Linked DNA regions of Mus musculus: all the other regions are linked to region 1. The links are chromatin contacts, called in public HiChIP or PLAC-seq and promoter capture Hi-C maps. All regions are on one chromosome and are shown on one strand. The core of a region is the stretch at or near the end of the contact, and the rest is flanking DNA. Distances in the headings are between cores, read along the strand shown.

What was found. HiChIP or PLAC-seq counts read pairs in DNA pulled down with a chosen protein or histone mark. Capture Hi-C pulls out chosen DNA fragments and counts their contacts.
Region 2: a contact with region 1 is called in an H3K4me3 HiChIP or PLAC-seq map of bone marrow-derived macrophages, with 4 times the contacts expected there. The contact joins the promoter of Nlrp6 here to the promoter of Ptdss2 in region 1. A contact is called at or near these places in 10 of 39 promoter capture datasets (the 3T3-L1 cell line, 3T3-L1-derived adipocytes, the C10 cell line and 7 more), 4 of 115 datasets of contacts at active chromatin or transcription factors (bone marrow-derived macrophages, embryonic stem cells, pancreatic cancer cells and 1 more) and 5 of 9 other capture datasets (adipose tissue, embryonic stem cells, liver and 2 more).
Region 3: a contact with region 1 is called in a promoter capture Hi-C map of liver. The contact joins the promoter of Drd4 here to the promoter of Ptdss2 in region 1. A contact is called at or near these places in 2 of 39 promoter capture datasets (both in liver), 2 of 115 datasets of contacts at active chromatin or transcription factors (memory CD8 T cells and pancreatic cancer cells) and 3 of 9 other capture datasets (adipose tissue, liver and pancreatic islet).
Region 4: a contact with region 1 is called in an H3K4me3 HiChIP or PLAC-seq map of bone marrow-derived macrophages, with 2.6 times the contacts expected there. The contact joins the enhancer-like site here to the promoter of Ptdss2 in region 1. A contact is called at or near these places in 3 of 39 promoter capture datasets (embryonic stem cells, liver and neural stem cells), 2 of 484 Hi-C or Micro-C datasets (embryonic stem cells and uterus), 4 of 115 datasets of contacts at active chromatin or transcription factors (bone marrow-derived macrophages, embryonic stem cells and pancreatic cancer cells) and 2 of 9 other capture datasets (adipose tissue and liver).

What each region holds. Positions count from the first base shown.
Region 1 is chr7:141,128,375-141,133,283 of GRCm38.p6, forward strand. It overlaps Ptdss2 (phosphatidylserine synthase 2), which reads left to right and starts at 2,912. Exons shown (of 12, transcript NM_013782.4): 1 at 2,912-3,143. The coding sequence starts at 3,028.
Region 2 is chr7:140,917,954-140,922,862 of GRCm38.p6, forward strand. Nlrp6 (NLR family, pyrin domain containing 6) reads left to right here and starts at 2,949. Exons shown (of 8, transcript NM_133946.2): 1 at 2,949-3,133; 2 at 3,688-3,959; 3 at 4,205-4,240; 4 at 4,457-4,909. The coding sequence starts at 3,105.
Region 3 is chr7:141,289,113-141,294,021 of GRCm38.p6, forward strand. It overlaps Drd4 (dopamine receptor D4), which reads left to right and starts at 2,906. Exons shown (of 4, transcript NM_007878.3): 1 at 2,906-3,201; 2 at 4,601-4,713; 3 at 4,801-4,909. The coding sequence starts at 2,926.
Region 4 is chr7:140,987,615-140,992,523 of GRCm38.p6, forward strand. It overlaps the pseudogene Gm7514. Among named protein-coding and RNA genes, the nearest start is that of Gm33504, 15 kb to the right of the region's middle. Within about 2 kb of position 2,742, at least 77 of the 459 cell types and tissues checked have an H3K27ac peak or open chromatin away from gene starts, as enhancers often do. A contact at or near this core is called in bone marrow-derived macrophages, where this site is marked.

The DNA.
Region 1 (4,909 bases), core at 1,662-4,161:
CTCAGAAATCTTCCTGCCTCTGCCTCCCAAATGCTGGGATTAAAGGCCTGTGCCATCGCGCCCGGCTGGCAGGCAGATATCTAATAGAGGCCAGCTTAGTCTGTAGAGTGGGTTCCAAGATAACCACCACTACAGAGAAACCCTGTCTTGGGGGTGGGGGTGGGGGTGGGGTGAAGAATTAAAAGGCACAAGCAGGGGCAGGGGGCTGGAAAGATGGCTCAGTGGTTAAGAGCACTGACTAAACTAACTCTTCAGGAGGTCCTGAGTTCAATTCCTAGCAACCACATGGTGGCTTACAACCATCTGTAATGGGATCCGGTGGCCTCTTCTGGTGTGTCTCAAGACAGGGACTGTATGATCATACATAAAATAAATAAAAAAATAAAATCTTTTTTTTTTTAAAGGCACAAGCAGTAGACTTGGCTGGTAAAGAAAGGCTTTTATTAGGGTGAAGAAGCACACGGGGTATTGGGTTTCAGACTGGGGGTGGGGGTGAGGGGGATGGAGGGGGACTGACTGATGCTGATGCTGTGAGAACCTGAAGGCCAGATGGGCTTTGTAAATATGTACCTCAGCCCCTTATCCTAGGTCTGAAACCCAGCATCAAGGTACCAGCTGATAAGTTATTTCTCCACCAGTGAAATGAGCCAATTCAAGCCAAATTAAAGTACATATAAGCACAGGTACACTGGGAAACTGCTCTTGGATAGGAGGGTTCACTGGTACCAAGGAAGGGGGCTAGGGAAGTCACCATGGAAAGGGAGAGAGCAGGGAGTAGGAAAAGAAAGAGAGAAGAGTGCATGCAGAGAGAGGGAGGGTAGAGAGATAAGAGGGAGAAGAGAAGGAGGAGGAAGAAGGAAGAAAAAGAAGAGGAAAAGGAGAAGGAGGAGGAGGGGGGGGGTGGGGAGGAGAGACCAAAATATCTGGCTAAAGGGCAGCCCAGCCCCTGAACTGGAAAGTTCAGAGTAGCAACGTGGTATGCCAGGTAGGGACTGAGGGATGCTGGGAGAACCTGGAAGCTAGATGTGCTTTAGTATGTAAAATATGCACTTCAGCCCTTGTCCCTGGGTCTAAAACCCTGCACAGGTCACCTAGAAAGACCCTCTGCAGATCTAAGGGGGCCTTCAGGAGCCCCTCTGAAGCCCTTTTTTGAAGTCCCTTTGAAGGCTGGGTGGTTGTTTGTTTGAGACAGGATCTCACTATATATCCCAGGCTGACTTGAACTTGCTATGTAGATTAAACTAACCTTCCAAACTCACTGAGATCTGCCTGCCCCTGGGACCTGGAATGAAAGGTCTGGACTACTGGTGCCATCCATACCCAGCAACACAGGCTGAGAGCTCCAAGGATCTCTGGGGGGATGGGGGGTCTTACTCCTCTAATTTATGGTTTGTCAGTTTGAACAATGACAGGGAGGCTGACAAACCCACGACTTTTGGGCAAACATGTCCTGATCTGGCCTTGAGCTTGTCTGGACTGGTGACCCTCCTGGTGGAGAAAAGGTTCACCAAGGCCTTTCTTTTAAGCTGCTAGACTTTTATTTCAGGTAAGGAGGGTGAAGAAGAAACCAAGAGTCTGCCATCTTATTGTTTATTTGTTTGTTTGTTTCAAGATAGAGTTTTTCTTTGTAGCCTTTGTTTTCTAGGATCTCATTATGTAGACCAGGCTGCCCCAAACTCACAAAGATCTTCCTGCCTCTGCCTCCTGAGTACTGGGATTAAAGGTGTGGGCCACCGCTACCCGGCTGAATTTTGTCATCTTCAATATCCAATAGGCTCTCTCTTCTCTGTCTGCCTATCAGGGAATCTATCTAACTCCTAATCTCACGTGAAGGATAACCACAGACTCCCTGATATATATACCTCCACCTCAAAGTGCTGGGATTGCAGGCTGGTGGCACCACAAGCCAACACATCTGAGAAAACTGAAGAAGGACCCACACTCTCAGACAAGAAGCCCATTCCCTACCTCTGGCAAAATGTAAGTACTCTCAGCAACTAACCATACCAGTTTCAACTATCCAACTTGACTGGTCCTGCTAATTTAGTCATTAATTTTTATTTACGTTAAAGTTTGAGACAGAGTCTAGCCTTGGCTGATCTAGAGCTCACAGTGTGTAGACTTGGATGGCTTCAAACACATATAGATCTTCCTGCCTCTGATACCTGAGTGCTAGGATTAAAGGACTATGCCATCATGTCTGGCAATAATTTATCTAATTTATCTATCTATCTACATCTATTTATTAGTGTATAAGTGTTTTGGTTGAGTGTATGCATCTATACACCAACTGTATACAGTGCCCTAGATACTAGAAGAGGGCATTGGAGCCACTGCTGCTATGTGAGAGTGGAAACTGAACTCCATCCTCTAGAAGGTCAGGCAGTGATCTTAACTGCTAAGCCATTTCTCTATCACTATTTCATCTTATTTATTTATTCATTCATTCATTCATTTTCGAGACGGTTTCGCTGTGTAGTTCTGGCTGTCCTTGAACTCACTCTGTAGACCAGGCTGGCCTTGAACTCAGAGACCCGCCTGCCTCTGCCTCCCAAGTGCTGGGATTAAAGGCATGGGCCACCAGTGCCCGGCGCCTCCTTTTTTTTTTAATTCAAGGTTTGAATAACTCAGGCTGTCCTTGGATTCGTTCAATCCTCCTGCCTCAGCTTCCGGAGTTTAGTTTGCTTGGCAGGGCTGTCTACCACAACAGTTTAGGTTGAGTCTCTTTTGCGTCCCTATCCCCAGAGATTATATGTCTTCGGAACTTTATCAACACCAGCCAGTGCCAGCCGGCTTGTACAGTCTCTGTCAGGCGGAGCACGCGGCCGGTCTCCTAGCAACCGGACCGCGTCCCTCCCACCGGGCAGTTTAGGGCTTTCCAGCGCCCAGCATGCCCTGCGGCCCGGCGCGCACTACGCGTCCCACAATGCCTCACGGCCCCGCCCCACTCCCGCGGAGACCCCGCCGGGCAGCACTGCGACCCCAGCCCACCGCCTGCAGCCTACTGGGCTGCGCAGGCCGGGCGCCATGCGGAGGGGCGAGCGCAGAGTCGCCGGAGGCTCGGGATCTGAGTCTCCGCTGCTCAAGGGCCGCCGCAGCACCGAGTCTGAAGTCTACGACGATGGCACTAACACCTTCTTTTGGTGAGGGTCTCCCCGCGTCGGGGCAGGAGTTTGGGACAGACAGTTTAGATTGGAATCGGGAACCGTCAGGGCCTGGATCAGCCAGGGGAGCGCCTCACTCCCTCCGGCCCTCGTGGAACCCCCCGTGGTCGTCTCCGTATGAGATGTCGAGTGTTTTTTCGGATCGGAGGAGCCCCGGGATGAGCTCTGGAAGGCCTGGCCACTACATATTAGTGACTTTTCAGGTTTCCCTTTCTGGGGGATAGCTGTTGTTCCCCTGCTCTTCACCCGTAACGTTGCCCTGAACTGGCCTGGTGGGCATGGCATATCTGTATGGTAGATTTTCCTCACAGCTACCCTTTTCAGTGACCCTTGCTTGCACAACTCAACCTCTGACAAGTTTTGGGGTCAGGTTGCCCCGTCTGCCTTTCGTGGAGTTGAGTGCGTAGGAATTGCAGGTGTTTTGCTTCTTTGAAGGACCATGCCACCGCCCTGGCTGACCAGGTGTAATCCCATGACCTTGGGCTAACCCTTCACCTTTCCTTGTTTGTGAGAAGGAGCACGCTTCATGAGAGGAATGGCTTTGCTTTTATTTCAGGCAGCCAAGTTTCTACCCACCTATGCGACACTGGAGTCCCAGGGTGGGCCCTACAGGCAAGTGACACCCAAGTGCACAGAAACAAATGTGTTCCCACTGGAGGGGATGTTAAGTGGAAGTTGCTCTGAGAGAACAGAGCTGTGGCAGTGTCCAGAACACATTTGATCAGAGAGAATCCTGGTCTGGAAGTGTTAAGATAATTCAGGAGAAGGTGCCATCACACAGATAGGGTCCTCCAAGGGACTCTTGTGTATGTCAGCTTGTATCTCTGGCTTGCAAGTGGGAGTGGTAACTGAGGCACTGGTGAGATACAGTTGAAATAGCAGGAAAGTGGGTTGGGTGTGGGAGATAGCTTTGCATCTGGACCTTATACTATTAGCACCTTCCCTGGGTTATGGACAGCTTCTGCAGTGAGAGCCAACCAGAGCTGCTTTTCAATATGATTCCGTCTAATGACTGTGAAAACATTAGAGGGAAAAGAAGCAATCCCAGCACTTGGAAGGCAGAGGCAGGTGGGTCTCTGTGAGTTTGAAGCGAGCCTGGTTTACATAGTGAGTTTCCAGTACAGCCAGACCCTGGAGGGAGCGAGAGAGGGAGAGAGAGAGAGAGCGCGCTTGGAAGCGAGCATGGGGCAGTTGAAGTTGTGGGTATGGTGCCAGAGCTAGTGCCGATGGCCTTCTTTGACCTTTGAGGTCCTTTGGACATTAAAATGGCCTATAAGTCGGGCTGTTGCAACCCCATAAACTAATCTGAAGACTGATCCCATACCCCATTCTTCTTGACTGGACATAATGGCCTCTAACCCCATAACTGACCCCACACCATCTCAGTCATATCCTGGATGACAGGACAAAGAGGAATGATGCTTACAAAATCCCTGACCCACACCTGGTTTTTTGTTTTCATAAACCGTGCACTGCCTTACTTCAGGGCCAAGAGATCTTTGTGGCAGGAGCCTGTTCCTGGTTGCCTACTTAAATAAAGGACTCCAATTGGCCTTACATTCATAGCAGTCCGTGAATTACTCAAGTGGGTTTTTAAACATCAATTCTCTATCAGGTAGCCTCCACCATGGCTCTTGGACAGGAGAGAGGCGGGACTGTCCTTCAGTGCAGGTGACGGCCACTGGACTGAGAATTCTGGAGTGTGTTGCTGGCTTGCCTTTCTTGCTTTATAGTCATTTATTCAT
Region 2 (4,909 bases), core at 1,699-4,198, 210 kb before region 1:
ACAATAGGAGCCCATGCTTATGTTTGCAAAGTTACAAGGTATTGCCTGATTTTGTTTATCAATGGATAAAAGCTGTATTAGTAACTTTTTCATTGCTGTGCTAAAATACCATGATCAAGGCAACTTACAGAAGAAAGGGTTTATTATGTATTAGGGGCATATGGTTCGAGAGAATCCATAATGGAGCCATAATGTTGGGGACAGCAGGTAGCAGACATGTCAGCTGAAGCTGGGAACTAAGAGCTCACATTATAAACAAAGCAGAGAAAGCCAGCTCAGAATAGTTCTTAAAACCTAACCCTGGTGACATACTTCCTCCCTCAAGTATCCTGCCTAAAGAGGGAGGAGAGCCAAATGGGGCTAAGCAGTGCAAAGTAAAAACCATGGAGGACATCTTATCAAACCACCTCTTGTATGGGTTTGGAAGATTTTATTCTTCAAAACGCTGGCTCACAGCCAGGCTTGGTGGTGCCTGTCTTTAATTCCAGCCCTTGGGAGCAGAGATAGGTGGATCTCTTGTGTTCAATGCCAGCCTGATCTACATAGCAAGGTTCAGACCAACCAGGGCTCATGGTGGAGCCCTGTCTCAAAACAAGGAGGAGGAGGAAGGAGAGGAGGAGGAGGGAGAGGGAGAGGATGAAGAGGAGAAAAAAGAAGAAAAGGAAGAGGAGAACGAGGAGGAGGAAGAGGAGAAGGAGGAGGAGGAGAATGGCACGTTTTGATAAATTTATAGACAGAGAGTTGTTCAGAGTGCTCAATGAATAGTCTTTAATTCATGGAATCAATTGTGATTAACTCTTTCCAGTTCTAATACTAGTAACTTATATCTTACCTCCTTTTTCCTCCTCTGTTTGGCTAGGATTTTATGATATTCCCAAAGAGCCAGCTTGATTTTTTTTTCAGCTTGATTTTATTGATTTCTTACTGTCAGTTTCATTGATTTCTGTTCTGATTTTTATTCTTTTCTTTTTTCCCTAATTACTTTGAACTTAATTTGCCTTTGCTCTTCCAGTTTCTTTTTTAAAATCATTATTATTTAATGTGTATGGTCATATTTGTATGTCTGTGCCTGGTGCCCACAGAGATCAGGAGAAAGTCAGTTGGGTTTCCTTGAACTGTCTTTCCACAGCTGTTATCAGCAATCCTGAGAATGCATGGGGCACGAAGTTCAGAGGGTTCCTCTAAAGCAGATGAGTTGTCTAGCCACCACCTTGGGGTCCCAAGTCCCAGACATCCTGTGGCAGATGCCCAAGAGCCAAAGCGGTGCTGGCCTTTAGTCTCAAGACTGCAGTCTCAGTCTCTCTGACAACAGGAAAGAACATTTGAAGGACAGTGGTAAGGGTGGTGAAGGTGAAAGAGAATTGGAACTGAGTCAGGTTTAGAAACCCAGCATTCTCTGTAAACCAGAAAACACGGCTTCTAAGGAAAAATGTGGGAAAGCCACCTAGCGAATGTCACCATGACACTCCATACCTTGTGGGTTATCATGCCTTTAAAAAAAGAAAGTGGGTTCTGGGGATTGAAGCTCTGTTCCTCAAGCTTATGCTAGACTCACAATGCAACTGCTGTACAGACAGAGCCCTCTCCCCACACCTTATACTTCACGCCACGTAATATGAATACCATAAGCGTTTCTTCTTCTTCTTCTTTTTAATTTATCTTCTGTCTATGTGTATTTTGCTTGCATGGATGTCTGTGCACCCTGTGCATTCCCGGTGTCTGCAGAGGCAGAAGAAGGTGTCACATCTCCTGGAACTGGACTTACGGGTAGTTTTGCACACCGTGCTGGTGCTAGACATTGAACCTGGGTCTCCTGGAAGAACAGTCAGTGTTTTAACTGCTGAGCCATCTCTCCAACCTTCTGTGAGTGCGTGCTTTACTTCAAGAACAAGAAATAGAGGCATAGAGGTTAAACAAACTGTTCAAGGTCACACAGATGTTGAGTAGTGTACTCGAGACCAGCTTGGCTTTGTATTTCTTCCCTTCTTCCTTTTTATGTAGACGTATGTGTTTTACACACACACACACACACACACACACACACACCTGTATAAGAGTTGGATATCCTGAAGCTGAAGTCATAGGTGGTTGATAGCTACTTCATGTGGGATCAGGAAACCAGAGTCAGTCTCTTTGTGAGAGACAGATAACCCTAAGTGTTATCTATCTCTCCAGCCTCCCTCTATCACTATCACCTTGAAACATTTGATATTTGAGAGCACGGTGGCACGCATTCCACAGATTGGGTGTGGAGGTCAGAGGACAACTTTGTGGAGTTCTTCTCTTTCCACTTTTCTGTGGGTTCCAGAGTTAGAACTCGAGTTGTCAGGCAAGCACCTTTACCCTATAAACCATCTCACTGGCCCTGGCCTCACATTTTCTACCTTCAATAATGATGACAAGGAGACAAAGAAGACTTGTTTTCCAGAATTTATAAAAATAAATAAACACATCCATGCCTCTGTGAACTGTGTCTTCATGGACTTTATTTAGTCTACGACAAACAGTCACTTAAATACAACATTAACTTAGCCATGTGGAGGTGTGCACACGTGCCTTTACACACGTCCGTGCCAGCCACACAGTGAAACTCCATATCCCTGCAGTCACTTGCAGGGCCTAGGGTCAGAAACATCCGATCTCTGCCCTAGAGCTGGGTGTGGGAGGATTAACTGACTGCAGAGCTGAGGACCTGGTTCTTTTTCTCTCTCCACCCTTATCCCTGCCCACAGGCCCCTGCCCTCTTGATTTTCACGCCTTGTGTGCAAAATTTAAAGCACCTTAAGGCCATTTCTGAAGACCTGGTTGTGAGTCAGCTATTTAATCTGAACCACCTCACAGCTGCATAGGATGCCACACCCAGGAGGAGGAGTATTGATAGAATAAAATAGAAGAAAACCAAAGGTCGCAGTCCAGCACATATATGATGTTACAACCCGTGCTTAACTTGGGAGCCTCTTGACTGTCAGCAAGAGTCCAGCTGAGCCAGAATGAACAAGACTGAGAAACACCCTCACACCCAGAATGAGACCAGTTTAGCCCAGAAAGGATCACCTCTGCTCCCAGCTTCTGCATCTGAGAGTTAGATCCTGAGATAAGACTCCATGGATGCCGCTGGAGCCTCCTGCTCCAGGTGAGTGTGGTTTCCAGAGAGAACTTTCAAGTTAACTGGGCTCACCTCTAGAGCAGGTCTTGTACTGGAATTTCAAGCCCATCTTCTATGTCCACCCTGCAAACCAGGGCATTTATGAGTCTGCTCCCCACAAGGAACTCAGACTCAGTCCCTGGTGTAGGTGGTCCAGAAAAGACTCACCAAAGTGTGCTATGTATGAGTTTGGAGTAGAGAATTCAGGAAGCCTACCAGGGCCTGGCCTGTCTCAGTTGAGCAGAGCTGGAGCCCTTTCAGAGGATGTGACAAGGGAGAGCACAGACCCACGTAGGGAAGCTAACTGGCTTTATCTCGTGTGGCCAGAAAGGAAAGACGCAGAAAGACTAACCATGGAGTGATCCACTTCACCACAGTCAGTAATTTGAGGTGAAGCCTTGGAACACCCTGTGGGTCTCTACAATGTATTGCCCTGGGGCTCCATGTGGAGAATGTGCAATGTGTGACCCGGGGTGCTTTGGAGGTTCAGGGACAGGTCCTATTCAGGTCGCATCAGTGATGATAACCCTTCTCATCCCCAGCGTGGATGCAGTGGCAAGGGAGCTGCTTATGGCTACACTGGAGGAGCTGAGCCAGGAGCAGCTGAAGCGCTTCCGCCACAAGCTAAGGGATGCGCCCCTGGATGGCCGCAGCATCCCGTGGGGGCGACTGGAGCGCTCAGACGCTGTGGACCTTGTCGACAAGCTCATTGAGTTCTATGAGCCAGTGCCAGCTGTAGAAATGACCCGGCAGGTCCTGAAGAGGTCGGATATTCGAGATGTGGCCTCGCGACTTAAGCAACAGCAGCTACAGAGTAAGCTGGGCAGAGTAGGATGGGGCTGGATCCGGTGGCTCGCCCTTGATCCTCCCTGCTCTCCTTGGGAAGATCAACTTTGTCCACTCTACCACTTCCTGAGACTCTCCTTCCCGGAAACCAGCCCAAAGTTTCATTCGCGGGGGAGAGGGGGGGGCGGGGGCTGGTAGTTCCATAAGCTCCCATGGAAATGCCTTGCCCCATCTCTCATGCTCAGAGAGCCTCATGTCGGGTTTGCCTTCCAGAGCTCGGCCCCACCTCGGTGCTTCTCTCCGTGTCAGGTATGTTCGGTCGGGCACACAGGTGAAACGTCCTATTGGACTCCTTATAGAGCCCAAGTTTCCTGGACGCTGCTTGGGGATCCTTGGGTGTGAGATGGCTGGAGAAGGAAGCTATAGCATACTAGAGGAAAGGGAGCCCAGATTTAGACAGGCAGGGGGGTGATTCCATAGTGGCGGCAAGCCCATCCCTGTCTTTCGCGATCTTACGCCTTCCAGCGTTCAAGAAGAAGTACCGCGAGCACGTGCTACGACAGCATGCTAAGGTGAAGGAGAGGAATGCTCGCTCTGTGAAGATCAACAAGCGCTTCACCAAGCTGCTCATCGCTCCGGGGACCGGCGCTGTGGAGGACGAGCTGCTGGGGCCGTTGGGGGAGCCGGAGCCCGAACGCGCTCGGCGCTCGGACACGCACACTTTTAATCGGCTCTTCCGGGGAAATGATGAAGAGAGCTCGCAGCCGCTGACCGTGGTGCTGCAGGGCCCGGCAGGCATCGGCAAAACCATGGCCGCCAAGAAAATCCTCTATGACTGGGCAGCAGGTAAGCTATACCACAGCCAGGTGGACTTTGCCTTCTTCATGCCGTGCGGCGAGCTGCTGGAGCGGCCGGGAAAGCGCAGCTTGGCGGACCTGGTGCTGGACCAGTGCCCGGACCGCGCTTGGCCAGTGAAGC
Region 3 (4,909 bases), core at 1,656-4,155, 160 kb after region 1:
TTCATGTTGTAACTTGTCAACCAGGATGTCAGTTAACCATGTACATGTCTCTTTCTGCCAAGCGGGATGTGAGTTCCCAGGGAGGTCTTGGGAACTTAAGTTTTACTAGACCACTATTCAAAATGGAAGTCTAATTTCAAATAGCTTCTATACTGGTGCAAGAATCTCTCTTATGATGGGGTCTATCCCAGGTACATTTAAAAAAATGTATTTATTATTATATTTAAGTACACTGTAGCTCTCTTCAGACACACCAGAAGAGGGCATCAGATCTCATTACGTATGGTTGTGAGCCACCATGTGGTTGCTGGGATTTGAACTCAGGACCTCTGGAAGAGCAGTTAGTGCTCTTAACCACTGAGTCATCTCCCCAGCCCCCCGGGGACTTATAAAGGCAAGAAACCTTAAAAGCTCATACATAGGTGTAGGAAGTGCTGCTGGGTGATTGGTTTGGGTCCAAACTTATGTGGCTAACCATAGAAAGCAGTTTTAATGGATTCTATTGTGATTGTTTTCCAAGAACACCAAAGCACAGGACATTCTAGTAACAGCAGTTAACGCACCTGAGAAAGTTTCCTTAGGACATTAGCTGTTACACACACAAATGCAGAAAATGGCGGGCTAGACAGGTAACATTTACCTAGGTCTTAATAATGTTTTACCCAGGCCTTAACATTTTACTTAGGACTTATCACAAGTTGTATGTGGGCAAAGCTGTTTGTTTTTAAATTTTTTATTGTTATTGGTGTGTGTATGCAGAGGAGGGAGGGGGCAATGACACACACACACACACACACACACACATTGGTGTACACTTGAATGTGAGCGCACAAATGCCACAAAGCTCATGCAGAATCTATAAGGCAACTTTTCAGTCATAGACTCTGAGGCTCAAACTCACGTCCTGTGTTGAGTCACTGGGGCCCAAAGGAGGCTTCAGCAGGGAGGAGAGTCTGCCTGTTCTCTATATCAACCTGCTAAGGATGGGTTAGAGGGATTTAGGTACCTTAGTCAGGGCACATTTGGATACCTATAAGCATGTATGTGTTCTTAGAGGGCTGGCCCAATTCCCTCAAGCATTTTGTATTTAACTCCCCCTTTCCTGAAAGGACCCTCTGCGGCTTGCCAGGAGGTGAGGAGACGGGATATACATTAGTCAGGGAGTGATTTTATCACTGTACTGAAAATTCTGGAATGTTGGTGAAATTACATGAGTATTTTTACTTAAAAAAAAAACAAACAGAAATACAAGAAAAGGTTTTCGTTCGAATCCTAGGTGTAGGATATGGGGGTGCTTTGTACTTTCCGCAGCAGCTGACTATGATTTGCCTCGTGCTCTAGCAGAGGCATGGTTTTGCCAGCTGCAGATAGTTTCTGCAATTGTGTGATGTTTGGAATTCTGGGAACTTTTCAGTTATATAAATGCCAGGGCCCCGAGAGGTGGGGTGTGGTGGTTGATGTTTGGGGGAGCCGGGGTTGGATGCTGTCTGTTAGTAGTCTAGTAGTCATGCTCAAAGAAGAAATAAAGGGATCTCTCCCACCTCCCCTCTCTCTTTCTTTTCCTCCCATCTAGTGATAGGGGGTGTAACAGGGGGAGGGGAGATAAAGGGTGGGAGAGAGAAGAACCCACAAAGTAGCAAATACCAACTACAGTCTACCTCCACTTGAAGATAGCCCTTTAGTCACAGGACTCCAGGTAATCTCTCTCAGCATTAGTAAGCCCATATACAAAAATTCTTTCATCAGCATAGTCCCCAGGTACTTTCACTGCAAGGGCTCCCAATCTTCCAGGGACTGTCCTTGCTGCTGTCTCTTCTCCTGTCCTGATTCTACAGTGTCCTCTCAACCTGTGCTGTCCTGTTCCAGCCTAGGTTCCTGTGCTGGCACAGAGAAAAGTATGGCCTCCAGATGTGGCTTGGGAAAAGAGCCCCCATGTGAGAGTTCTCTCAGCTCAGAGAGTCCTTGTCAGGTAACCCTGGTAGTCAGCGTGCCATACAGTATCAAATGCAAGGAAGCTGAGGGTCAAGATAGGAAGTGGGGTAACCACTCAGCGGCCCACAGAGGATGGTTAAGGCTTAAGGCTGAACCAGACATGGTGGTCCACACTCTTTAATTCCAGCACTCCGGAGACAGAGGGGAGGCCGAAGGATCTGAGTTCAGTGCTAGCCTGCTGTACAGAATAAGTTCTAGGACATACGCAGGGAAACCCTGCCTTGAAAAGTCAACAACAACAATAATAAAATTAATAATAATATATTAGATAAAAAGTTAAGACTGGGCCTTGGAGGTGCCAATTATCAATTTCACCATGGTCCGCTTAAGCACTGACTGATGGAGACTTGGGAAGAGAGATGGTGAGAAAAGTAGGGCCAGCCAAGGCCTGGATCCCAAGAGTTGCTGCACATCTGCCCACAGAGAATGAGCTTGGTGTGCTGCTCAGTATTGCTAAGCCCAGAACCGTTAGTGAAAGAGGCGAGGAGCCTTTAACCTGTTCCAGAACCAGAGCTGATGGTTTCCCACGTGGGAAGGACCCCAGTGCAGGAGTATAGATAGGTTCTCCACATCCTCCAAGGTATCTTGGAGAGCCGCTTTTGACAGGTAATTTAGTGGCCTGTCTCCTGGCCAGGATGGGATGGCTGGCTCTGACGAATCTGGTCCAGACAACCTGCTTTTCTACCTAGGTTTCTGGAAGCACAAACTAGCCCCGATGAGGGGACACATCAGCCGCTGCTTAGCCTTTTTATGCCAGTCACTTCGCTCATTTCTCTTGAATTGAAGCATTTCTCCCTCTGCCAATTTCCTAGAGTTCAGAAATTCAAGCCGGGGCGGGGCGGGGCTGGACGCGCTGGGGGCGGGATTCCGGGTAGCCCCTGCCTGCAAATCCCCAGGCTCAGCGCCTCCCGGAGCGGGTTCAGCAGTGGCACCATGGGGAACAGCAGCGCTACTGAGGACGGTGGGCTGTTGGCCGGGCGTGGGCCAGAATCCCTGGGGACTGGCGCCGGGCTTGGGGGCGCGGGCGCGGCGGCGCTGGTGGGGGGCGTGCTGCTCATCGGCTTGGTGTTGGCAGGGAACTCGCTCGTGTGCGTGAGCGTGGCCTCCGAGCGCACGCTGCAGACACCCACCAACTACTTCATCGTGAGCCTGGCTGCTGCCGACCTCCTCCTCGCGGTGCTGGTGCTGCCTCTCTTTGTCTACTCCGAGGTGAGCCTCGGTGCGCTCTTCCCCTACCTCCACTGCTCCCAGCCCCCCAGCCCCAGCGCAGTTTCGCGCTTGGACCCTCAGCCACCTTGAGCCAGGGTGTTTGCAGGGACGTCAGGTCTCCTCACTCCTGACTATCCACTCTCTCCCGCTCTTCAGAATCTTTCGCCTACTTTTCCTCTTGTCCGTCACCCTACCATCCTCTGGATTCCTTCCTACTCTGTCTGAGAGCTACCTACCCAGAGAGGACTCGTGTCCCTAAAACCAAGAATCGCAGAAAATTGTCCTTCCTATTTAAGCCCTGGCTTCCACTGCAGAAATGCTGCATCCCCCAGCCTGTGGCAAAAAACAGCTAGCTAGACAGGCGAAAGTGCAGACACGCAGCATCAGCATCACTACCGATGACTACTGCCTTTTGGGAACACACACACACACACACACACACACACACACACACACACACACACACCCCAGCCTGTGCCAGCTCACTCTCACCCTTCGGAAGAAGCCCAAAGCCTGCAGCCACCCAGCTCCCAGGAGCTCGGAGCAGCAAAGGGTGAAGGCAGAGAGGCCTGGGCAGGATACTGAACCTGAGGGGCCGCTAAAGGGAGTGGGTTCAGGACCTTTTGGAGACTCCTGGAACACAGACACCCCAGATCAGGTCTGGCTCGTAGGTGGGTCTGCTGTGGTTACTGGCAATTCTTATCTGCCCACGGTTTGGGCAGGGTGGGGTGGGGTGAATGGTATTTCTAAAGAAGACCCTGAGTTCTGGAGCTGGAGCAGAGGCCAGTGGCCACACTTGACCCCAGGTCCTCCCCAAGGCACAGACGTCACTGTGATGATTCTTAAGCTCATAATCATCCCAAATCAGTGTGAAGGGATTTGGGGACGGCTGGTTTGAGACGGCTGTGTGCTCCTTTGCCCTTGAAAAAGAACACTCCGTGCAGCAGATTCACAGACAGCCCGGCGAGGTCTTTGTATTTTTAGGACACATTTGTCCTCAGGACAATTGCCATGTGTCCAGCAAGTGAAGAGACCTATCCAAAGCCCCACAGCAGTGACAGTTCATGCAGGGAGGATAACTCGAGTCTTGGAGGTGGGTAGGATTTGTGTTTAGGGGGCCAGGCTTAAGAATTTAGGGCCTCCTCTCCCCTAGATGTTATCAACCCCCCTGGGTCTTACCCAAGCTTCTCACATAACCAAAGAAGACCTAAGTCAAGAGGCAGGTCTGTTTGCACGTTCTGTCTCCAACACATGTCTCAGGCTCACATCGGGCTTGTATGCCCCCTTCCCTCTAATACACAGCCCTCGATTCCCCTCAACAAGAGTGGGGGTCAGCAAGTCCGCGGCTCAAAGGTCAGGCAGGTCTTGTGTTTCATTTCTGCAAACTCTGCGTGGCCAGGTCCAGGGTGGCGTGTGGCTCCTGAGCCCCCGTCTCTGTGACACGCTCATGGCCATGGACGTCATGCTGTGCACCGCCTCCATCTTCAACCTGTGCGCCATCAGCGTGGACAGGTGGGTACCCCGGACGACCCCTCTCCCAGTCCCACCTCCGGGTTAGCCGCCCCACTCGGCAGCTTCACCGCTCCTGTGCTCCTCTAGGTTCGTGGCCGTGACCGTGCCGCTGCGCTACAACCAGCAGGGTCAGTGCCAGCTGCTGCTCATCGCCGCCACGTGGCTGCTGTCCGCCGCGGTGGCTTCGCCAGTGGTG
Region 4 (4,909 bases), core at 1,492-3,991, 140 kb before region 1:
AAGAAGAAGGAAAAAAAAATGCATTTCATAAAAAAAAAAAGCCACCGACAGAGTATCGCATGAATCTTAGGACAGAAGTCCTACCAAAGTGAAACCAGTAACGCACCCGGACAATGGCATCCCACGACCTGGGGTTTCTCCCGGGGCACATTTGCTCTGAGGCAGAATTGAATTCTCTGTTACCTTAGAAGTAAGTTTTCTCTCAAAACTACAGTTATTGCCTCCCCCTTTAGGAAAGTGGCAAGAGATTTTCTTAAAAACTATTTCTTTTTCTAGAAGAAAATGCAAATTAGTTCTTTTGGCAACTCTCCTAAGCTCTGCCCAACAGCCATCTGGCAACAGCTTGCTTCTCCACCCTCCAGGTGTGAGCCAACCCAGTTTATAAGAAGGACTGCAGGAGCCGGGCACTCAGGAGGCAGAGGCAGGTGGATCTCTGGATTTCTGAGTTCGAGGCCAGCCTGGTCTACAAAGTGAGTTCCAGGACAGCCAGGGCTATACAGAGAAACCCTGTCTCAAAAAACCAAAAAAAAAAAAAAAAAAAAAAAAGAAGGACTGCAGGACTACCTCAGCTCTCTCTCTGTCTCCCTGCTTCCTACCCCTCTCTTCCTCCTCCTCCTCCTCCTCCTCCTCCTCCTCCTCCTCCTCCTTCTCTCTCTCTCTCTCCCTCCCTCCCTCCCTCCCTCCCCATCTTTTCTCTCTCTTCACCCAGTGTTTTCAGTTGGCCTTTTCTTCTCTTCCTTCCTCCCTCCTCTCTCTTTCTGTCCCTCTCTGTCCCCCTCCTTTCTCTACCTCTAACCCTTTTCCAGATCCCCTTCCCTTCTCCCAATAAACCTCCTTTTGTACTAGTCCTGTCTCAGGATAGTGACTTCTCAGGGGAACACCTTGGCCATCCCGCTGAGGTGCTCCCTCATTATACTTACACCCAGAGACACACAGGGCCAGATCATCTCTCTTAGGCAGAAAGAGCTCTAATAACAGTGCCATACAGAGAGGTTGTATAAGAAGGACTGACTCCCAGGCCTGTGGTGGGAGAAACAAAAGGTGTACTTGAAGGTTTCTTGAGCGAACAGGTCTTACACCAGGAGGAAGCCTTAATTAATTTGTGACCTAAGGTGATGTGTTTTATAAAAAGGTCAAAGATATGTTTTATAGGGCACAGTATGGTGAGGTGGGAGGGGTGCCTCAGTGGGCACATGCTAAGACATCCCTTTCCCTGAGGTACCAGCCATAGGACAGTTATTGTATGGAATAGTTTATTTGGGGGCATGGGAAGGGGAGTTGAGAAAGCAGTAGAGGCAGAGAAAGAGAGAGAATGAAGAACAGAGAGGGGGGGGAGGCCAGAGCCAAGAACAGTGGAGAGAAAGGGGGAAGGGGAGAGAAGGGGAAAGGGTCAGGGAACTTGAAGGGGGTAAGAGAGAGAAGAGGGCAGAGAGAGCAAGGAAGGGTCAAATAGTCCCTTTCATAGCAAGCCAGGCCTACCTGGCTGTTGCCTGGTAACTGTTGAGCAGAGCCTAGAAGGAATGCAACCCTATGTAAAAGGGGAGGAGCACGGGACTTAGAATACATGACAGGGATCACTCTTTGGGGATAAGCCAGTAGGGCTTGGCTAGTGTATGACTTGTATGTAATACCTAAGTCTTGCCAGGCAGCCTTGAACCCTGGGAGGCAGGGGTTCTGAGCGAGCTCCTGGTCTGGTCTCAACAGCCCTTTCCTGGTTGTGGTGATGACATCACTCACTGTCGCTTGCAGGCTTGGTGTTATTCATATAACTTAAATCCTGAGCGCAGGAAAAGCTGTAGGAGTGCCTGCTGCTGTCTCCTCAAACTCCTACCTCATGGCTATTGTTGATATTCTGTCCGGACTCCACCCCCACAGTTACCAACTCAGAAATCCACCTGCCTCTGCCTCCTGAGTGTGAGGATTAAAGGAGTGCACCACCATGCCAGGCATCTCTCTGTTGCCTCTTGCCCCCTTGCCTCCCCTCTCACCCCATTCCCTTCCCCCCTCTCTCCACGTGGCCATGGCGGGCTTCTACTCTTCTTCTCTCTCCTCTCTGCCTTTCTCTGCCTCTACTACTCTCTTAACTCCCCTTCCCATGCCCTGAATAAACTCAATTCTATACCGTCCTGTGGCTGGACCCTCAGGGGGAAGGGATGCCTTGGCATGGGCCCACTGGGGCACCCCCTTCACCCATATCTCACCACACCCCCGTAGAACATATCTTAATAGCTCTTTCTCTTTTTATGATCACAAGAGCTATGGGAGGCAAACTCTTAATCCTCGTGACTATGGGAGGCAGGTTGAAAAGAGCCTTCGTGGGAGTGGCCTTCCAGGTACACACACAGAGCTGTAACTTAAAACTCTGTTTCTCCTATCCTTGGTCTCTAGGAAATTCACCAGCTTACAAAGTGTCTTCTGAAAAGAGGAAAACATGACAGGAAGCTACTGCCATGCTGGCCTCCGGATCCCCTCCAGCACCCACTTCCCACCCTGTCCTGACTCACGACACTTGTGTCCCCCCAAACAAGGACATGCACAGCCGCAGCATGAAGTGGTCACGCTCAGGGGACCACACTGGCTCTACAGCCACGATAACCACCACCATCAATGTGCCCAGTGAGGTCTCAGTGCCTGACTACCTGATCTGGTCCCTGTTTAGCACACTCTTCATGCTGTCCAGATTCTGTGGCCTATGCCGGACGGTGAACGTGGAGGAGGAAGAGCAGGAATCTGAGAAGCTGAGAACGTGCTTGAGCCTGAGGCTCCACCTTGCCCAAATAGTGCCTGGTGTGTGTTGGGGGAGGGGGGAGCTTGTGCTGTGGCTGAATGACAGTCTGTTTGTCTGTGTGTGCCATGGAGTTGGAGGATGATACCTTGGAGATATCCAAGGTATATCCTGGGCAGATACAAGGTGATGTTGCCAGGATACCCTTGGGGTCAGATTGTACCCCCCACCCCCACCCCCGGCCTAGAGGAATTCTTACTGTCCAGTTCATGAAAAGCCTTTTCACCTTGCAGACTGGGCACAGACAGGACTCACGGGAAACAGAAACCCAAATGTAAAACGCCAAGATGCCTGTGCTAGGAGCTCCCACACAGTCTGTGCGTGAAAGGGGAACAGGGTCCCTGGCCTAACAGAGGCTGCATTGGGAATGGAAGATGGGGAACTGAGTTGGAACACTCTCAGCTCACTGGCTCCTGGGCACCTCACCATCTGTTTTCCTCCAGGCCTGGTACAGGAAGTGACTGGGGCTAAGTGGAAGGCTTTTGGCTCCCTGCTGCGGGCAGTGGTTAACAGCGTGCTGGGTAGGGGCCTCTTTTCAAATAATTGGCCTTTCCTGGAAAGGTAGGGCAGAGAGAACTGTCAATCCCAACTGCCATTTTCCCATGGTGCCCAAGAAAAGTGCAAATCCTGATGCAGACAGTCCTCAAATCTTGGGTAGATGGCCACTGCTTGACCTCGAAGAGAAAGATATCTGCTGTGCTGACAAACTTTGTCTGGAATTCCAGGGTGGCCCTGGATGAGGATCCGGGTTCCCTGAACTCAGTGGATGATGAAATGGGAGTTGGACATCCTCCCCTTTCCTCTGCCCACCCACCTCCCACAGCCTTGCTCGGGTTTATTCCTGGTTCTGTGGGTCGTGTTCCTGGGCTTAGGGGCAGCTGTGTGTGAAGGCAGATAGTCAACAGGAAGGAGGCTCAGGGCTCGGGCATCCCCTGCCGGTGGTTGGCGACGTTGGGACACGTCCTTTTCTAGATCCCTCGCTGAACACTGTTCAGTGTCATCCTCGCCTCCCCTCCAAATTTGCTGGAGTTTTCTGGAGGCCCCAGTATTGGTGCAAGGATTCCAGTCCTGTGTTCTAAGGATAAAATGTGTGAGTTCCGGAAGTCTATTCTAGTGCACTGAGTAGGGCCACACTGGGCGTGTCTTAGAGAGACTGAGGCCCTAAAGGCAGTGAAGACAGGATCCCAGCGGGAAAGCTGTTGTCTTACAGTAGGCTCCCCCAGAATAAGTCCTCGGGAGAAATCAAAGCCTGTTCCATTTGCACCAGCCAGTTGAAATTAAGTTTTGCTAATTATTAAAAAAATATTACACAGAACAAAAGTAATTGGTTGGGCTGGAAAGATGGCTTCGTTAAGAGCACCGACTGCTCTTCCAGAGGTTCTGAGTTCAATTCCCAGCAACCATATGATGGCTCAGAACCATCTGTAATGGGATCTGATGCCCTCTTCTGGTGTGTCTGAAGAGAGCAATGGTGTACTCATATAAATAAAATTAATAAATCTTAAAAAAAAAAAGGAATTGGTTTCCAACATTATATAATCACTTTGCTCCACAAACTAATTTACAATCTTGGGGTTTCCCATTTATTTCACCAAATGGCTGAAAGGCGACTGGAGAGTGAGCCATCAATTAAAACTCCTCCCTCAGGGTTGTGCTGGGGATAGTTTGAAACCAATAATTGTCGTACAGGACACATAACCCCATTCCAGCATCCGATGGGAACCAGCACACACAGGCTCCAGCTGAGATCCTTGACTCAAGACCAAAGCCCTGCTAAGTTCTGCTCTGACTGCAGCAAGCAGCAGCTGACATCCCAAAGTCATCGTTAGTTGATGACTAGAGTCCAAAGACATCAATCATAGCAGGAGGTTAAGTGAGCCAGGGCCAAAGACACAAATAACAATTAAAACAGTAGCAAAGGCTATGGAAGCCCAGGTCATATGATCATGAGCTGGATGGTTCCACGGTTTGTTTGGTTTTTTTTTCACACATACATGTACATTTTATTTGTGAATCATAGGTTGTCAAATCAAATTTGAAAATGAGACATTATTTCTTTAGAGATGAAAGAAAATAATCAGAATTGTCATTATTTTTTGTGGGTTCCACACTACCACAATACTC